Regions from separate parts of the Hordeum vulgare genome. Here region 1 is linked to region 2. The links are chromatin contacts, called in public Hi-C maps. All regions are on one chromosome and are shown on one strand. Each heading gives the region's core, a stretch centred on a gene start, on an enhancer-like site or on the middle of the called end of the contact. The rest is flanking DNA. Distances are from core to core; before and after follow the strand shown. Region 1 holds the start of LOC123398534 (xyloglucan galactosyltransferase KATAMARI1 homolog). Region 2 holds the start of LOC123397871.

Region 1 (6,189 bases), core at 1,021-3,520, 200 kb before region 2:
GATGAATAATATTAAAAAATTCAGAACATTTTTCGAAATAGAAAACATGTTTTAATATTTTAACAAATTTTGAAATATGAACAAATTTCAAATTCACGAGCAAAATTATAAAACCGTGAACATTTTTCAAATCTGGAAAATATTTTGAAACCATGAACAGTTTTCAAATTGTGAACAAAATTTGAAACATGAAGAAATTTTGAAACCATAAAACATTTTTTCAAATATAAAAAAAATCGAAACATGAATAAATTTCAAATTGTGAACAAAATTATAAAATTGTAAAAAAAATTATAATTCCGGGGCATTTTCTAAAATTCCAGCACATTTGTTCCACAATCCGGAATATTTTTCAAATTACGGAACATTTTTTCAAATTTCGGAACATTTTTTTGGAAAAGCTGAAATACTTTGATGAAAATTCCAGAACAATTTTTCAAATTCCGGAACATTTATTCAAAATTACAGAACAGTTTTATAAAATTCCGGAACATGTTTTCATAATCCGGAATATTTTCAAAATTCAGGAATATTTTTTCAATTGCAGAACATTTTTCAAATTCCGCAACACTTTTTCAAATTCCGGATCTTTTTCCAAATTTGGAACATTTTTTTAAATTCTGGAACAATTTTTTCAAAGTTACGGAACATGTTTTCATATTCTGGAATATTTTTTCAAGTTCAGAAATATTTTTATAATTCTGCAACAACTTTTCAAATTCTGGAACTGTTTTCCAAATTCGGAACATTTTTTTAAAATTTCGGAACATTTTATGAATATCGGGAACATTTTTTCAATGTCGGAACATTTTTTCAAATTACGGAACATTTTTTGAAATCTGGAACATTTTTTCAAATGTGGGAACATTTTTTAAAACTCTGGAACATTTTTTCAAATTCCGATTTTTTAAAAAAATTCCGGAACATTTTTGAAATTCCAAAACATTTTTGAACATAAACAGAAAAAGAAGAAACATAAAAGAATAAAGGAAATAAAAGCTAAAAATGAAAAACCAGTTCATGGAATCTTCTAAAAAGTTCCCAAAGCCGGAAAAAACCGGTTGGAAACCTCTAGAAGGTTCCCAACACCGGGATTGCTAATGGTCCGGCCCAAACCCGTCGCTGGCTGGCAGCTTCTGTGCGTTTGTCCGACTATTTGACGCAAAGAGCATTAAATAGGGTTTTCCCTATCCGCCGACCCGCACAAGGTGATTGCCAAACTAAAAGCGCAGGTTGTTGATGCGGAACGGAGGGCTATCGTGACGGGAATTTCACTAGAACCTTCTCAGTTCTCACAAGGCCAATGCTTTGCGCCGCGTGCGTCGGACGAGTTTTTCAGACAGTCACATCTAGCGCGTCAGATTTTGCTGTTACCCCCATTAGACCAGGCCCTTTCACCTTTTTTTTTTCTTAAACGGAAGGACATCCAGTCAAAAAACAACACTGCTGGACATCGGCCATGAACGCTCGATGTCGGACCTTGAAGCGTCACCGATCACCGCTGGTCGCCGCCCCTGCCATCGGTCTCCATCCCCTTGAAGCATCAGCAGCTCGCTGCTGGCCGTCGTCCCTGTCGCCGGTCGCCATCCTCGCAACACCGTGCTCGCCGGTTCCAGCTCGATCTCGTCGCAGCACCCTGCCGTCGTTTTGTAGCAACGCCGTCTTCGTAGAATGCTCGACCTTTTCATCGTTGTAGCAATTAGCCGCCGCTATCGTAGCACCGGACGCAGCTCCTGGTGTTGCCGCTCGCACCATCGTCACCATGTCGGCGCCTGGTAGAAGATTTTTTTCCCTTGCCGATTGAAGTTTTTTTCCTTGCCGGTTGAAACTTTTTACACGTTTCCAAGTTTTTCTTCCACGCCCATTGAAGCTTTTCCATGGTTGAAGGTTACTCCTTCGCCGGTTGAAGCTCTTTTGCATACCGTTTGAAGCTTTTTTGCATGTCGCACGAATATTTTCCGTTGTTGAAGCTTTTCATTCCACGCCTTTCAAGCCTTTTCCCATGGTTGAAACTTTTCACCTTGCCGTTCAAGCATTTTTGCACACCGGTTGAAGTTTTTTTTTCGTGCGGTTGAAGCTTTTTCCCTGCCTGTGAGGAGCAGCGAGGATGCGAGTGGAGGAGAAAGACGAAGCCGAGGAAGCAGAAAACGAAGGAATAAGATGGGGCCAGCACGTGTTTCTGGCCATACCATTCCCCGCGCATCCGACGCAAAGTTTGACCGGAGCGCCGGTACAAACGTTTTCATTCTCACAATCCCATAATTAACCCCCAAATCCTTCATATAACATTCCTGCTTGCATGAGCCCCGATCGAGCTGCCAAACAACAGCTGTACTACAAGCACGGCGAAATTTGGGTGGTTCATTGCCACATGTGTTGAGCATGATCCAACTAACGACAGAGAGGGAAGACAAATCAGGAGAGGTGACGAACAAATGGAAATACATCATGAAACACATATATGCATGTATGCATGCATGCAAGAAGGAATCGCTGATGCACGGCATGCATGTCCCCATTCCCGGAATCAATTCGCGCCTGGTAATAAGCTGTTGATGATCGGACAGGCGGGGGCATCGATATGACAGCCGGATCATATCGATCGCTCTGGCCGATTAAAATCCGGCTGCCGGCTGGTGAGTGACTCGTTCTCTACGACGTGCGGCCATATGGTGAATTTGCACGGATCGACGGCGGTCCGGGCCGGCAGGTACCTCCTGCCGCTGGTCTTCCCCGCGTGCTGCGCCCTGTGGGTGCTCCTCTTCTTCCCTTCTCCGCCGGTGGAGGTCGCCGTCTTCCGGCAGAGTTTCCAGCCGAACATTGCGTTGACGGGGCAGCGGGCGGTTGACACGACGACGCCATGGCCGTCGGAGCGCCGAGAGATGGTTGACACGTCCTCGCCGCCGCCGCCCCTGCCGACGGAGCGCCATGGCGTCATTAACGCGCCGCCTCCACCGCTGGCACCGGCACGTCAAGCAAGAACGGAGGTGTCAGGTCAAGCAGGGACAGAGACTCCGTCGCCGCCTCCGCCGGCGGTGGCGACCGACCGGAACCGGTGCGCCGGCCGATACATCTACATCCATGATCTGCCGAGCCGGTTCAACTCAGACCTGATCCGGGACTGCCGGTCCCTGTCAGAGTGGACCGACATGTGCAAGCACCTCGTGAACGCCGGCATGGGCCCGCGGCTCACGCGCACCGGCGGCGTGCTCCCGTCCACTGGCTGGTACGACACCAACCAGTTCGCCCTGGAGGTCATCTTCCACAGCCGGATGCGACGGTACGACTGTCTCACCACCGACACGTCCCGCGCCGCCGCCGTCTACGTGCCATACTACGCCGGTCTCGACGTCGGCCGCCACCTGTGGGGGTTCAGCAACGGCGTCCGCGACGCTCTCGCGGAGGAGCTCTTCGAGTGGCTCCGGTCGTCGCCGGCATGGGCGGCGCAGGGCGGGCGGGACCACTTCTTCGTCGGCGGCCGCATAACGTGGGACTTCCGTCGCGAGGGCGGCGGCGAGTGGGGGAGCCGGCTGCTCCTCCTCCCGGAGGCCAAGAACATGACGATGCTCGCCATCGAGTCCAGCCCGTGGCACGGCAACGACGTCGGCGTGCCGTACCCGACCTACTTCCACCCGTCCCACGCCGGCGAGGTGGCCTCGTGGCAGCGCGCCGTGCGACGCACGCGAAGGCCATGGCTATTCGCGTTCGCCGGAGGCGCGCGGGCGCACGACGGCAGCAGCAAGAACGTTAACGCCGTCGTCCGCGACGCGATCATCAACCAGTGCGCGCGGTCGCGGCGGTGCGGGCTCCTTGTGTGCGGCGCCCGTGGCCGGCGCAACGACTGCTACGCGCCGGGCAACGTCATGCGGCTGTTCAAGAGCGCCGCCTTCTGCCTGCAGCCCCAGGGGGATTCGTACACGCGGCGGTCGGCGTTCGACGCCGTGCTCGCCGGCTGCGTGCCGGTGTTCTTCCACCCCGGATCGGCGTACGTGCAGTACCGGTGGCATCTGCCGGCGGATCACCGCAGGTACTCGGTGTTCGTGCCGGAGGACGGCGTGCGGAACGGCACGGTGAGGGTGGAGGACGTGCTCCGGCGGATCGGCGCGAGGGAGGTGGCGGCCATGAGGGAGCAAGTGGTCAGGATGATTCCCAGCATCGTGTACAGGGACCCGAGGGTCAAGGCCGGCGACAGCTTCAGGGACGCCGTGGACGTCGCCGTGGATGGCGTGATCGAGAGGGTGAGGAGGATCAAGCGAGGGCTGGAGGATGATGTGGGGCATCAGTGGGATGCTTACTTTGACAAGTAGCGAAACACTCTTTTGCTCTCATTTTCGAGGCACAAGGAGGACACCAAATGCATGCCAATCAATATAATCTGAGGAGGTTAGGGCAACTCCAAGCAAAAAATGCTACATCTACAAGCTTAGAGCATCTCCAACACGCATGCCAAAAAGACACTTTACAACGTAGGAATATCATATTTTTTGCGCCCGAAAGCGCTGGCTCCAACGATTTCTAAAAAAAATACACGCGCGCCGTTCCACCAGAAGCGTTAAAATTTAGAGTGCGCGATACACATTCTACACAAAATCAAGATGATGGTCATAGATATAGTATAGATAGTTCATAGATAAAAAGTAATCCTCGTCGACAGTTCATCATAGTACTTAATAAAAAAGATAAACGATTCCTCGTCGTCTTCCTTTCACACGTTGGTGTGTGATTCCTCCGTTGTGGTGATGAAGGCGTCAGGCCACCGTTCATCGTCAGAGGACTAAGTCGACGCTCCCTTGAGCTCCATGTTGAAGAATGTGTGAAAAGGACGTGGATGTCGCCTAGAGGGGGGGGGGTGAATAGGCGCTTTAAAATAGATAAGGTTAAGGCTTGAACAAATACGGAATAAACTAACGTTTAATATGTCAAGCACAAAACCTACAAACAACTAGGCTCACCTATGTGCACCAACAACTTATGCTAAGTAAGATAAACAACTAAGTGATAGCAAGATATATTACAATAAACAATATGTCTATCACAAAGTAAAGTGCATAAGTAAAGGGTTCGGGTAAGAGATAACCGAGGCACGGAGAGACGATGATGTATCCCGAAGTTCACACCCTTGCGGATGCTAATCTCCGTTAGAGCGGTGTGGAGGCACAATGCTCCCCAAGATGCCACTAAGGCCACCGTAATCTCCTCACGCCCTCGCACAATGCAAGATGCCGTGATTCCACTAAGGGACCCTTGAGGGCGGTCACCGAACCCGTACAAATGGCAACCCTTGGGGGCGGTCACCGAACCCGTACAAATGGCAACCCTTGGGGGCGGTCACCGAACCCGTACACGTGGCAACCCTTGGGGGCGGTTACCGGTACCCGTACAAATTGCTCGGGGCAATCTCCACAACCTTATTGGAGACCCCGACGCTTCCCGGAGCTTCACACCACAATGATTGAGCTCCGAGACACCACCAAGCTTTTAGGACGCTAAAGCATCCACGAAGAACAATATCAAGGGTACTAAGTACCAAAGGTAGTAAGCTTCTCAACTTCTCACTTCCACGTATCACCGTGGAGAACTCAAACCGATGCAACTAATGCAATGGCAAGAACACACGAAGTGGTCAAGTCCCTCACACTCAAATCCCTCCACAACAACAAAAGCTATGGAGAAATATGAGAGGAAGAACAAGGAGCTCACAAAGAACTCCAAGATCAAGATCCAAGGGGTTCCCCTCACATAGAGGAGAAAGTGATTGGTGGAGATGTGGATCTAGATCTCCTCTCTCTTTTCCCTCAAGAACAAGCAAGAATCATTGGAGGGATAGAGAGTAATCAAGCTCTAAGAATGTCAACAATGGAGATAGAACAAGAGCTCAACGGATGGATAAGTCCAAGGGGGAAGAAGACCCCCTTTATATAGTGGGGGAAGGAATCAGACCGTTACCCCACTTTCTGCCCGAGCTCCAGCGGTACTACCGCTGGCTGCAGCGGTACTACCGCTGGCACTCCAGCGGTACTACCGCTGGCTGCAGCGGTACTACCGCTGGCACTCCAGCGGTACTACCGCTGGCCCCAGCGGTACTACCGCTGGCCCCAGCGGTACTACCGCTGGGCCCCTGGTAGTGCAACGACACTACCACCGCCAAGAAAGTCTTCGCAAAAAGGTCCGTCCACGAACAACCGCTAG
Region 2 (6,522 bases), core at 3,827-6,326:
TCAGGTACGCTGCCAGAAAAATGCGAAAGAAAGTGTTAGAAATACATTCATGTTCACTGTGTTGAATATACTGGTTAAGGTTTTATGAAGCTATACCATCGTCTACCGAAAGCGGGAGACCCCCAACAAAGATTTTGCGAGTGTAGTCATGCTTCTCCCAATAATCATTATGCTATAAATAAAATGTGTTGTGAGCAGACCATGTAAACAAATAAAGTCACTTCGGAATACATATAGAGGATGCCTAGATTACCCGAGATAATTTGGGACCTTCTTTCGGGACACCATGGCTCTTACTTTTAGCCCCTTGGGCAGGTAAATTACTGGATCGAAAATCCCGGTGACCTACTGACGCCTTTGGCACAACATAGCTGCAATGGTATTCAAAGCAATATCTTAATTTTAACTTCAAATGAGCAGCATTTTCTCCACGTTCATGTAATCATGTACAGATATAAGAAATACCTTTCATAATAATCGTCATTGTCATAATCATCGAAATCATCATCCAGCAGCTCTTTGTTCCTTTCTTTTTTCATCGCATGGTTCTTTTCCGTTGAGCCATGGTTCACTAAAAAGGATGAAAAATCAGTTGAGAATGCATTTTAATTGATATCCATTATTATCAGTACGAGTAAATAATAATAATAATAATAAAGTATCTAACCATCTTTATATAATTTAAATAATAAAATCCCTTCCAGTATAATGGAACAGATGAAACAAGAGAACATGACAGAATGTGATCTTATAGCAGAACATGTGCTTTGGTTGAAGAATCAAACACAAAAGTATGGACAAGCAAAGTGCTTTTATTTACATAAGAGATACACAAAACTAAGGACAAATGAAGTGCTTTTATTTACACAAGAGTTGTCCTCTTTGTGAACTCAGTCAAATACTTTAACATCCCAGAAAGTCATCTTACTTGGTACCACATTTGCAGAGTTTAGAAGGAACCGCATGTCCTGGGATGTCGCCACGTCTGTTGGTCTTTGCTTTCTATTCAACACCAAAGAATTGCATCATGGTAAGTCAACCAAGTCATTTAATACAAGAATTCTTCAGAAATATTACTCACCGTAGGTTCTGGGCTTTGGGGTTGGCCCCATAACGCAAAAGAAGTCGTACACAGCTCAAAGAGCCATTTTTCACTGCAAGGAATAATGGGGTTTCTTTGGTCTTGGAAGGTGTATCAACGCAGTCTTGTGCATGAAGAAGAAGTGACTTGCAGAGCAAAGAAACAAAATACCAATTAGCCACAGTGGTATTATTAAGCACTTGAAAAGTAAGTAACAGAGGCTACCTGAAGAGCCTTGTAATTGCCCTTAGCTGCAGCGCTGTGCACTGGTGTGAGACCTAGTTTGTTCCCCTGGAAAACTCTGGCACCATTCTTCAGCAGGAGCCACACAATCCTGCACAAAGACAGAAGACAACTAAGGACACTTGGAAATAGCGAGAACAACCATCTTACAGTTTAGCTGTTAATGAACCAGAATTTTGAAGAAGAGCACCTTGGCTCCTGTGTGCTTGAGCTACTACTGAGGCACCAGTGAAGTGCCGTGTTTCCTTCGGGGTCGGTTTCATTGACATCAACATCCCCCATCAGAAGCATCTTCGTGACATTCATATCTCCGGCCTGCACAAGGAATCAATCATCGCAAGTTTTTCTAATGTACAAGATGCAGCTTGTTAGGCTTGGCACGATTACAGCAATATTGCATCAACTGAACATAAGAAAATGCACAGCTGCTTCTAGATGATGCGTAAACACAAAGCGTGTAGCTCATAATCATAGTAACTCATTTCATGTATTATTTTAGGAGTCTTTCCTAAAATAAGGTGTGGACCTCACTGGTTACTCACTTAACTTCATGGCAGTCGTAGCAACTAATTGCATGTGCAATGCAAATGTAGAAGTTCTTAAAAGGGAAAAAGTCTGTGTAGACCAGAAAGTAAAGACACTGAACACCCAATCATTGTAAGTTTTTCTATATATAAGTTGCAGTTACACGATTACAGCAATATCGCATCAACCAAACATAAGAAAATGCAGAGCTGCTTCTTGATAATGCAAACAAAGAGTATGGATCGTAATCATAATACTCAATTCATGTTCAACTTAAAAGTGTTTCCGAAAAAAATAAGGCGTGGACCTCAGTTACACACACTGATTACTCAATTAAACTTCATAACAGCCATAGCAATCGTGTAGACCACAAACTAAGACACTGAATACTCAATGCACAGCAAAGTTGGGAATGCTGGTGGTGACAATTTAAGTGTAAAATGAAACTGACAGCAATCGATACCTTTGCAGCCCTAAGTAGAGGCGGCAAGCTTCTCCTGTCAACTTTTCGCTCCCTCCACGACGTGGCCCCAAATTGGTTAAGCAGCTGAATCTCGCAGAGCAAGGCTTTCCTCCTCATTTCATTGCCGTCCCTAGCTGAAGCCTCTCCGATCGACAGAACGTCGTCCACAACAGAGTTGTAGATTGATCTCTTTGTCCTGACGCCGTCAATGACCACGCTCACCATCGCCAATATCCTGTCTTCGGCCACGAGAAGCAGCATGGCAAGTGCAGCTACACGCCCCTCCATGGCGTATCTGTAAGCCACCTCCCCAACCTCCCTGGTCTTCTCTGCCAGAAGCCTCACCGCGTTCAGATCCTGCACACACATACAGGGAAGTTGCAGTTTGGCATGAGAGATTGATCCTATATTCGAGTACGTATCTATCAACCAGGTAGGAGTAGCATGGAGCTGTGGGCGAGTCTAGCGATGATGCAAACCTTTTGTTGCAGATAAGCCAGAAGATCCTCGACTGAGTTGTCCGGTGACCAATCAACTTGGACTCTGGAGAGAAAGAGATAGATGCATTCAACGGGGTGTCAGTTTGATCCCAAATGGCATCGACCAAATGAGCAATCAGTAGGAGCACTAGGAAATAGCAGTAGCAAGCCGTTGGTGGCATTGACGCACCTTCTGCTCATGAGCGCGACCTCGAGCGCGACGAGGCGTGTACCGTCGAACAGCCTGGCGTCCGTCCGGGCGTTCCTGGGGGCTGAGAGGAGCAGCTGGATGCACCTCTTGGAGTGCGCGTCGGCGGCGACGTGGAGCGGCGTCCGCGTGAGCTGGTCCCTGGCGTCGACGGAGGCCGGCGTGATCCCGTACTCCCCGTCGAGGAGGAGCCTGGCGCACTCGACGGCGTCGTGCCTGCAGGCGAGGTGGAGGAGCCTGTTGGACATCTCCTGGTCGAGGATCCTGGCGGCGTCGGAGCCGCCGTTGCCGCGCAACCGTCCCAGCGCCGCCTTCTTGATGCTGTCCACCGCCGCGAGGAGGAGCGCGGTGTCATCCTCCACGACGGCGCGGGACACGTCGGTGTCCTTGCCCATCCTCTCCGTCGTCCCGCCACCCTCTTGGCTCAAGCCCTGCACCAACCAAACCGAATCATCATCAAAATTTAAAAGTGACAAGTCAAACTCGCTGCAAAAAAATCCCAAGAAACATTTTTGTGTAGACGCCCGAAAAATCGCGCGCGAAAACCGAGACGAGAACCGATAGATCGAGAACAACATGACAAAAGTGAAGTATGGGAGAATGCAGCCAAGGTACTAGCATCATGACAAGAGTGGCGGTCTGCAGCCGGCCAGAGCGCAGGCACGAAACTGGAAACTGGATCGCCTCGGGGAGGGACACGCAAGGGAAAGAAGAACAAGCAGGCGCGACGAAAGCTCGGTCGGGAAAGCGCAGCTAGCGGGCTCTCGCTTGGCTCGAATCATGGAGGAAACGCGGACTGGTCACGTCGGTCGATCACGGGCCGGGGGCGACACGACGCCCGAGAACGAAGCTGGGAAAAGGGTCTGCTCCACGTCCAAAGCGATCGCCGAGGACGGAAAGCTTTCCGGTTATGATCGGAAGCGTGGAATCTCGTCTTCGTTCTCTCTCTCTCCACCGGCACCAGCAAGGGCCTGCCTCTGCCTGCCTCGTCAAATCAAATCGGGCCAAAAGAAAAGCCAAGACAAGCAAAGCCGGAAGGAATATACTAGATGACCTCATCAAACGACACCACCATGAGGAAGAAGAACACACGCGTTTGCGTTTCCTAATCTGATGTAAAAACTTGGAACTCGTGGGATAGAAAACCCCAAAGCAACACCCGATCGAGCCGAATGGCGGTAGAACACGCGCATGCAGGGCAATCGGACGGAAACTGAACTCGCTCTCCCCTCGTGAGGCTGCTAGAAAACGGACAGAATAGCGCACAGGATCGGAATCAGCACTAAGAAGAAAGAAACTAGCATAATTAAGCACCCGATGAAGCAAACGATTGATGAGCAAAACCAGAGCAAATGCACGGAATGGTCGGACGAAGGACGCACAAGCCCGGCGAGAAGAGAACTGGGGCCGGATCAAATCCGTGCGAAACACCCGGACCAATCCTCCCAAAACCCCAAGGAACAGGGGCAAGGAGAAAACCCCAACCCAACCCCGAAGCCAAAACGAAGCGACCCATCAGAACCAACGAAAACGAAGTACGCCGGCCTCCTCGCCGGCCGGGCCATGCAAAGCAAAACACCGACGGCGGAGGTCATCGGCGAGCCCCACCCAAAACCGCAAGGCCGAAATCATCTCGTACGTACGTACCGCGAAGAAATGGATGGAATCGAACACGCAGGGGGGGGCAAACAAAGCAGCAACACGCAGGTCACGCACGCAGCAATGCAGGCGGCGCTCGCGCTCTCACCTCTCCCATGCGCGCGGCCGGCATCGTGGAAACCCTCGCCGCGCCTGCTCCGCTGCTCGTGGAGAAACCCCTCACCGCCCTCCCCGGCCCTCGCTCGCACACACAAACAGACACCCTGCGCCTCCGCTCGATCGCCCTTCTCTTATGTAGATGTAGACCAGTGCTAGCGGAGCGCTCCTCCTCTCCTCCGGCACCCACACACCCACCGCGCACGGCGAGCCCAGACTGCAAAAGCAGCACTTATCCTGCGCTGGTCTGTCTGCCTGCCTGCCTGCCTGTCCCTCTCTTGTGACTGTCTCTCTAGCACAGCATGTCTCGGTAGCCGGTACCCACCCCACCCGTTGCTCACAGCTATCGTGCCCCACCACACCTCCCTCCCTCCTCCCCCCATTAAAAGCTCCACGCTTTTTGCCGTTCCTGACATGCCCGGGGCGCCGTGCGCGGGACGTAGCACGGAAACGGAAACGGGAGACCCCGTCGCGGTCGAGACGCGTGGCGCTCCACCACCGGCCCCCGGAAGCTGCCTCGAAGGTGGCGGGCGGGGTGTGCGGGAGTGGGACCATCGATCGACCTCCTGTCCTCCGGATGAGCTATGGCTAGGGTAGGGTAGGGTAGGGTAGGGTAGGGGTGGGCGGGGCTCGCTTTGGTCCGCTTTGTCGATCATCGCCTTCCGCTGGGCCCCCGCTGCCGTGTCAGAGCGGAGGGGACAGCCGCTGCTGCTGAGCCGGAGCTGTGGGGGCGGCCGGCCGGGCGGTGCTCGTCGAGGAGAGAGAGAGGAGGAGGAGGAGGAGGAGGGTTTCTGCTGCTGCGCGTTGGGTGGCTGACCGGTGGGGTCGGAGAGCCGTGGCCCCGGAGTGGCAGCGTGCGGTGCTGGGGTTTTGCGGCGAGGGGTTTGGTTGGTTGGGAGGAGGAAAGAAGGTGGTTTTGTGGCGTATCTTCCTCGGGGCGCGCGGAGATAGGCGTGTGTTGGTGGGGTTGGTACGTACGTACGCTGTGGACGCATGAGGACAGGGACGATCGCGGGGACCCGGGGTGGACTGGACCGGCGGACCCATGGACGGATGGATTGACGGATCAGAAGCCAATGGAACGGGATAATGATTGGTGCACACCATCGCTGCTGCTGTGTGAACGAACGAGCGTGGGGTTCGTGTTCCATCCGTGCGTTCGTGCGTGTGTATGCATTGCCGCATGGGCATTGGCATGCCTTCCGGTGGGAAAGATTCATTCATTCATTTCGTCGTGTGGCCGGCGGAAGGAAGGAATTGCTTTGCTTCTTCTGTTTGGTGGCATGGATCTATCGCGCACCGTGAAGTTGCCACCGCGGGGGGAGGCTCGTGAGGAGGCGCGCACACGCCGCGCGTTTCCTTTCGTGGAGGGGGCATCGGATTGGGCCGGGCGCGCGTGCTCCTTAGGTCTAGCAGTGCGGGTGTGGCAAATACACGGTGAGAAACTAGTACTACAACCTAGCCGCTTTGTAAGCATGCAGAAAATGCATGTGTGCTGGTGTGAATGTGCTACGAGGAAGGAATCTGATGGGTTTGAAACGGGACAGCCAACGGGCTAGTCAAGCGGCCGTGCGTGCGTGCGTGCGTACGGTTAGTTAACGTTGGTGCGTGCACCGGGCGGGCTACATGAGGCGATCGATCAATGCGCGCGCGCGCGCACAAACGTTCTTGTGCATGCATGCATGCTTTTCCGCTTTGCTGCTTCACTTGGACCACGGGATCAGGTGTCAGGGCCCCCCCGATCGAGGGGACAGCCTGTGTGTGCGCC

What was found. Hi-C and Micro-C count contacts between places; a contact is called where the count stands out from the background.
Region 1: a Hi-C map of leaf shows a contact between it and region 2, with 4 times the contacts expected there. The contact joins the promoter of LOC123398534 here to the promoter of LOC123397871 in region 2. A contact is called at or near these places in 2 of 6 Hi-C or Micro-C datasets (leaf and seedling).

The regions. Positions count from the first base shown.
Region 1 is chr5H:88,216,289-88,222,477 of MorexV3_pseudomolecules_assembly, reverse strand. LOC123398534 (xyloglucan galactosyltransferase KATAMARI1 homolog) reads left to right here and starts at 2,270. Exons shown (of 1, transcript XM_045092997.1): 1 at 2,270-4,374. The coding sequence starts at 2,670. The coding sequence ends at 4,307. It overlaps LOC123396362, which reads right to left. Exons shown (of 3, transcript XM_045091316.1): 3 at 4,553-4,580. The coding sequence ends at 4,553.
Region 2 is chr5H:88,017,464-88,023,985 of MorexV3_pseudomolecules_assembly, reverse strand. It overlaps LOC123397871, which reads right to left and starts at 5,076. Exons shown (of 14, transcript XM_045092392.1): 1 at 4,747-5,076; 2 at 2,982-3,430; 3 at 2,792-2,855; 4 at 2,313-2,669; 5 at 1,515-1,639; 6 at 1,307-1,415; 7 at 1,082-1,227; 8 at 929-1,002; 9 at 466-571; 10 at 254-371; 11 at 97-172; 12 at 1-9. The coding sequence starts at 4,770. LOC123397872 (a long non-coding RNA gene) reads left to right here. Exons shown (of 3, transcript XR_006610033.1): 1 at 1-4; 2 at 947-1,030; 3 at 1,191-1,894.